Regions from separate parts of the Mus musculus genome. Here region 1 is linked to region 2. Evidence: chromatin contacts called from public ChIA-PET data. All regions are on one chromosome and are shown on one strand. The core of a region is the stretch at or near the end of the contact, and the rest is flanking DNA. Distances in the headings are between cores, read along the strand shown.

Region 1 (2,915 bases), core at 281-2,780, 160 kb before region 2:
CAGTAGTTAAATGATATGTCATCACATGTAGCATCTACAAGGAATTCTTCCTCCTCCAACACTTTTAGCACCTTTATTTATTTTTTAACTGAAATAGGCCTTTTAATGATGCTACCTATAACATCACCTCAACAACTCATTGACATAAAAATGGAATAAATTGAACCTAGATTCTAATCCCCAATTCTTATATTTTAAGGAACTTTCTTGTACCAGATAATATTCTTTCTGGTTAGTTTAAAAAGAAGTAAGATACTCCTTTGTCTAGGTATGGAATGGGTGATAGTAACTTCCTTTTGATCTTTTCTTTTAAAGTGGGAAAGGTTTCTCCTCACCATGGCTGCTTGCTTTTGCACATGGTTCTGGCTCCAGTCTCTTTACAATGAACTTGCTGCATGCTATGCAGAATGCTCCTATCTGTCAGGAAGTACACATCGGTTTCTCTCTTCCTCAGAGACTCAGTTCATTATTGTTAAAACTCTTCCTTCATCCTTCATGTAGACAGACCTCTCATCTTCTCAGCCTCTGTCCTAGTACACAGCCTGGGCATGTTTCTCTGCTTAGCTGATCTTAGGAAGATCCTCTTAGACTCAGCCCCTCAGTTCTCAGTCGTGTTTCTAGTATTTCCTCAGGAAATGGGGTAAAATAGTCACTGCCTGACAAATAACTCTCAAGTCAAATAAATCACAGAAAAGGGAAATATAAAAATAGTGTCTACAAATGAAGAACCCTGAACTGAGTTAGCTTAACTCATATAAAGCTTTCATACCCAACTAACTTGTATACTATATATTTTTAGCATTCTTTTTTATTTGATTGGACGAATTTTAAAAATTTTATTTATTTTATGAGTATTTTGCCTGTATATACATATGTGCCCCAAGTGCACACCTGATGTATGTAAAAATCAGAAGAAAGCAGTAGATGCCCTGGAATTGGAGTTAGGGATGGCTGTGAGTCACCATGAATGTACTGGGAATCAAACCCAGGTCCTCCCCAAAAGCATCACGTGTCATTAACCACTGAGTCTCTCTCTAGCCCCTATTTGTAAAATAATGGTTTTCACTGTAACATTTTGGTATGCATATCATTATACTTTGCTATTTGCCCCTATAGCTATCATTCCGCCCTTCTGCCACCTAAATAGTACCCTCTTTTGCTTTCTTCTGTCTCCCCCAACCTTCCAAAAACCACACTGAGGGAGGGGGAAAGAGACATTTCTGTGACAACAGAAGAGTGCTCCGCCTTTCCCTGGCCTGTTAAATTAAAAGGGCCGCAACATCACAAGACAAAGATCCTAGAAAGTAGCCTTTCTAAAGTTCTTATATAAGAGGGCAAAATATCAGAAGATAATTGTTATCTCTCAGAGGAAATGACTTTTCAGAGAAATTAAAACCAACATCATCTTTGGAACAAGTTCAAAACACCAAATTACAAAGTAGGCCTGGCAAGTTAAACCACCTGACAGTGATTACTGAGGGGCAGTGACACCACCACACCACAAATCACACCTCCTCCGAGGGCCACACCCAATGTGGATTTCACTGGCTTCTGTGTCTAGGTTTCTGAGCTCATTTGCCAGCTTCTTGTAGGGAGAGACTAAGTATTGTAACCCATACCCGAAAGGCCAAGGGAAGAAGGTAATGTTAGGCTAGCCTAGGATGCTTTACCAAGTTAAGGAGGTGCTTATCTCAAAGGGGCAGGGGATGGTGGCACAAGGGTGAGGTGGCTCAGTTGGTAAAGGTGTTTGCTGCTAAGCCTGAGTTTGATCCCCAGGACCCACAAGGCTGAAGGACAGAACAAACTCCCCAAGCTATCCTCTGACTATACAACAGGTGAGCCATGCCACATATACAACAGCAAAACATTGTAATGTCATAAAAGAAAGTGGGTTATCTCAAGTACTAAACAGAGTTGATACACCAACAATAGACTTCCACTATTTAACCCAGACATTAGATTAGTACTTTATCCAAAATTATTCCTTTTTCACTTAACCTGCTTCACTCTCCAAAATTTAGATGTTCAGGTTCTTTGGCTTCTATGAAGTACTTGGCTGACTTCCAATTTCCCTGCCTTTGCCAGAAAACAGCTAAACTTCCAAAAAGTACTTCATGAGTTGTCCAACATTCCCAGACTCTGGCCTTACCGAATGTAGAAGTCCTTACTAATTTTAGATTCAAGGATGTCTTCTGTGAACAATTAGCCAGTTCAGAGTCTCCGCCCCCTTCCGCTTAGACACCCAACCTTACTAACGATGTGAAATCAAACAAATGTAAATGCAGCTCATCACTGGTCAGAAGCTAAGGCAGGAAAAGAGTCAACTAGAGACAGTACCAACAGAATCCTGACTTCTTGTTTCCCTGGAAAACTAAGACTGAGAGACAGGAGAAGAGCAGATGGATAGGAAAGACCAAAGACCTACACAGACAAAGGGACAAAGAGACGGACAGAAAAGGAAGCTCACAGAGAAAGAGAGGTGGAATTGAGGTGTGGGGATGGGGCAAGCAACAGAAAAACAGAGGCATCTAGCAAAAGGGCAGCTCTGAGAATGAATTCCTCCTTTGTGATTATTTAGATTCTACTTAGAACAAGTAAAATTTTATTTTAGTAATAAGTGCTTTGTTGCAGATTCATTTTCTCTCTCTCTCTCTCTCTCACACACACACACACACACACACACACACACACACACACACACACAGACACAGTCTCTGTTCAGACATGCCTTTAAAGAACTTTAAATCCCCCACCCCCCCACCCCCTTGATCTTCTGTCACTGTTAGCTCAGGCTTTCTCACACTTCATCCTAGTTTAGGAAGGATCAAGACCGGGCAGTAAGGGTACAGAGAGAAGTCTTCCTGAGATGTTGAAACTGTATGAGGTGTGGCCCCTTCTTACCTTCAGCAACACCA
Region 2 (2,700 bases), core at 151-2,650:
ATCCAGCAATACCCCTCCTGGGCATATATCCAGAAGATGCCCCAACTGGTAAGAAGGACACATGCTCCACTATGTTCATAGCAGCCTTATTTATAATAGCCAGAAGCTGGAAAGAACCCAGATGTCCCTCAACAGAGGAATGGATACAGAAAATGTGGTACATCTACACAATGGAGTACTACTCAGCTATTAAAAAGAATGAATTTATGAAATTCCTAGGCAAATGGATGGACCTGGAGGGCATCATCCTGAGTGAGGTAACACATTCACAAAGGAACTCACACAATATGTACTCACTGATAAGTGGATATTAGCCCCAAACCTAGGATACCCAAGATATAAGATACAATTTGCTAAACACATGAAACTCAAGAAGAATGAAGACTGAAGTGTGGACACTATGCCCCTCCTTAGAATTGGGAACAAAACACCCATGGAAGGAGTTACAAAGACAAAGTTTGGAGCTGAGATGAAAGGATGGACCATGTAGAGACTGCCATATCCAGGGATCCACCCCATAATCAGCATCCAAACGCTGACACCATTGCATATACTAGCAAGATTTTATCGAAAGGACCCAGATGTAGCTGTCTCTTGTGAGACTATGCCGGGGCCTAGCAAACACAGAAGTGGATGCTCACAGTCAGCTAGTGGATGGATCACAGGGCTCCCAATGGAGGAGCTAGAGAAAGTACCCAAGGAGCTAAAGGGATCTGCAACCCTATAGGTGGAACAACATTATGAACTAACCAGTACCCCGGAGCTCTTGACTCTAGCTGCATATGTATCAAAAGATGGCCTAGTCGGCCATCACTGGAAAGAGAGGCCCATTGGACACGCAAACTTTATATGCCCCAGTACAGGGGAACGCCAGGGCCAAAAAGGGGGAGTGGGTGGGTAGGGGAGTGGGGGTGGGTGGGTATGGGGGACTTTTGGTATAGCATTGGAAATGTAAATGAGCTAAATACCTAATAAAAAATGGAAAAAAAAACCAAAAAACCAAACAAACAAAAAAAAGAGTAGTTCTGGGTTCTCTTGCATAGCAAGTGGCTATAGATCACGACTGTGTACTGTTAGGTTTCAAAAAGTTAAGATGAAAAAATTTAAATAGCTTCACCACAAAGGTACTATGTGAGAAATGTTTACTCTGATTTGAATGTTGTACATTGTATACATGTATTGCAATTTTCTCTCTCTCTCTCTCTCTCTCTCTCTCTCTCTCTCTCTCTCTCTCATCCCTATGAATATGTACAACTTTTGCTTAAATAAAGGCTATCTAAATGAAACAGAATATGTAGAACTAAAGAGCAAACTTGTTTCTTGGAAGTAAGAAAATACAAGATTCTCTTTGATGTTATAAGCCACAGTGCAGATTAGAAACTAGCTTCCTGTCCCACCCAAAGCCGACTGAGTTAAAACCTCCCCAGGATATTAAGACCCAAAGCCAGGATGGGAACCAGAGCCTCCTGATAATATCTATGCAGATTTGCATTCTCAGAACAGACAGTAGCTTGTTTTAGTACTGGATGGTTGGTTCACTGTACAGCTCTCGGGCCTTGAGGCACTTCTCACTCTCTCAATTCTGTGTATACTTCAGCTCCCCAACTAGAGACCAAGTTTCTGAGAGCCAAAGGAAAATTAGTATTTATGTAGGAAGCTAGCACCAAATCATGTTAGCAAAGAATATCTTTATGGCAAATGTTGAACACATAAAGTGAATTCATCTTATAAAAATGTTAACCATTTAGTGTTGGTCCAGAACAGTGGTTCTCAACCTTCCTAATGATTCAACTTTTAACAAAATAATTTTATGGTTGGGGGTCACCACTTGATAGTTCATATTGTTGTGACCCCCCCAACCATAAAATTATTTTATTGCTACTTCATAACTGTAATTTTGCTACTGATATGAATCATAATGTAGAGATATGCAGGATATCTCATATGTTACCCCTGTGAGGGTTATAATCTACAGATTGAGAATATGGCTTCTTAAACCTTCCTCACTCTTACTCAAAGACCACCTGAGACATTGGTACATGGTCCCAGGCATATAGGTATATAAACTTGATATGCAAATCAAATATTTACTAGTAATAATCACATTTTTTATTTTCTAATAACTTTATCACACATGTAATTTTATCATTTTCAGACAGAAGCAAGATTGTATATTGGGAAAAATAAATCACTTGGAAAATTATCTACTATGCTGCATGGAAGGAGTCAGGCTTCTCTATCCCAGAAAATAGTTCCTGGATAGGCTGTTTAATCTGGAGAAATGACTAGAAAAAAAGAACTCAAGGAAATTAAGAAAACGAAATTCTAGGGCTGGAGAGAGTTGGCTCAGCAGTTAAGAACAGTGGCTGCTCTTCCAGAGGACTTGGGGTTCCATTCCCAATACCTACATAGTGGCTAGCAATCATCTCTAACTCCAGTTCCAAGGAGCTCTGACACCTTCTGCCCTGCAAGAGCACACTGTATGCACATGGTACACAGACATACATCAAGGCAAAATAACCATACATGTAAAATAAAAAGTCTCAAAATATTTTGAGGAAATTTTTGAGGTGTTTTATGTTTTGAGGGAAAAAAAAAACGAAACAAAAAAGAAACCTAAGCAGAGTGTGGTGGCAAATGTTTCAATCCTAGCACTCCAGAGAAAAAGGAAGGTGGGTCTATTAACAGATCCTGTTGGGA

What was found. ChIA-PET counts read pairs in DNA pulled down with a chosen protein or histone mark.
Region 1: a contact with region 2 is called in an RNA polymerase II ChIA-PET map of effector CD8 T cells, with 5 read pairs. The contact joins two enhancer-like sites. A contact is called at or near these places in 1 of 15 datasets of contacts at CTCF or cohesin (the NIH/3T3 cell line), 5 of 115 datasets of contacts at active chromatin or transcription factors (effector CD8 T cells, large pre-B cells, memory CD8 T cells and 2 more) and 3 of 9 other capture datasets (adipose tissue, liver and pancreatic islet).

Annotation. Positions count from the first base shown.
Region 1 is chr7:75,643,451-75,646,365 of GRCm38.p6, reverse strand. All of the region lies in intron 8 of Akap13 (A kinase (PRKA) anchor protein 13), which reads right to left. Among named protein-coding and RNA genes, the nearest start is that of AU020206, 140 kb to the left of the region's middle. Within about 2 kb of position 1,530, at least 60 of the 459 cell types and tissues checked have an H3K27ac peak or open chromatin away from gene starts, as enhancers often do. A contact at or near this core is called in effector CD8 T cells, memory CD8 T cells and regulatory T cells, where this site is marked.
Region 2 is chr7:75,484,976-75,487,675 of GRCm38.p6, reverse strand. The region is part of intron 1 of Akap13 (A kinase (PRKA) anchor protein 13); the gene reads right to left. Among named protein-coding and RNA genes, the nearest start is that of Akap13, 31 kb to the right of the region's middle. Within about 2 kb of position 1,400, at least 25 of the 459 cell types and tissues checked have an H3K27ac peak or open chromatin away from gene starts, as enhancers often do. A contact at or near this core is called in effector CD8 T cells, memory CD8 T cells and regulatory T cells, where this site is marked.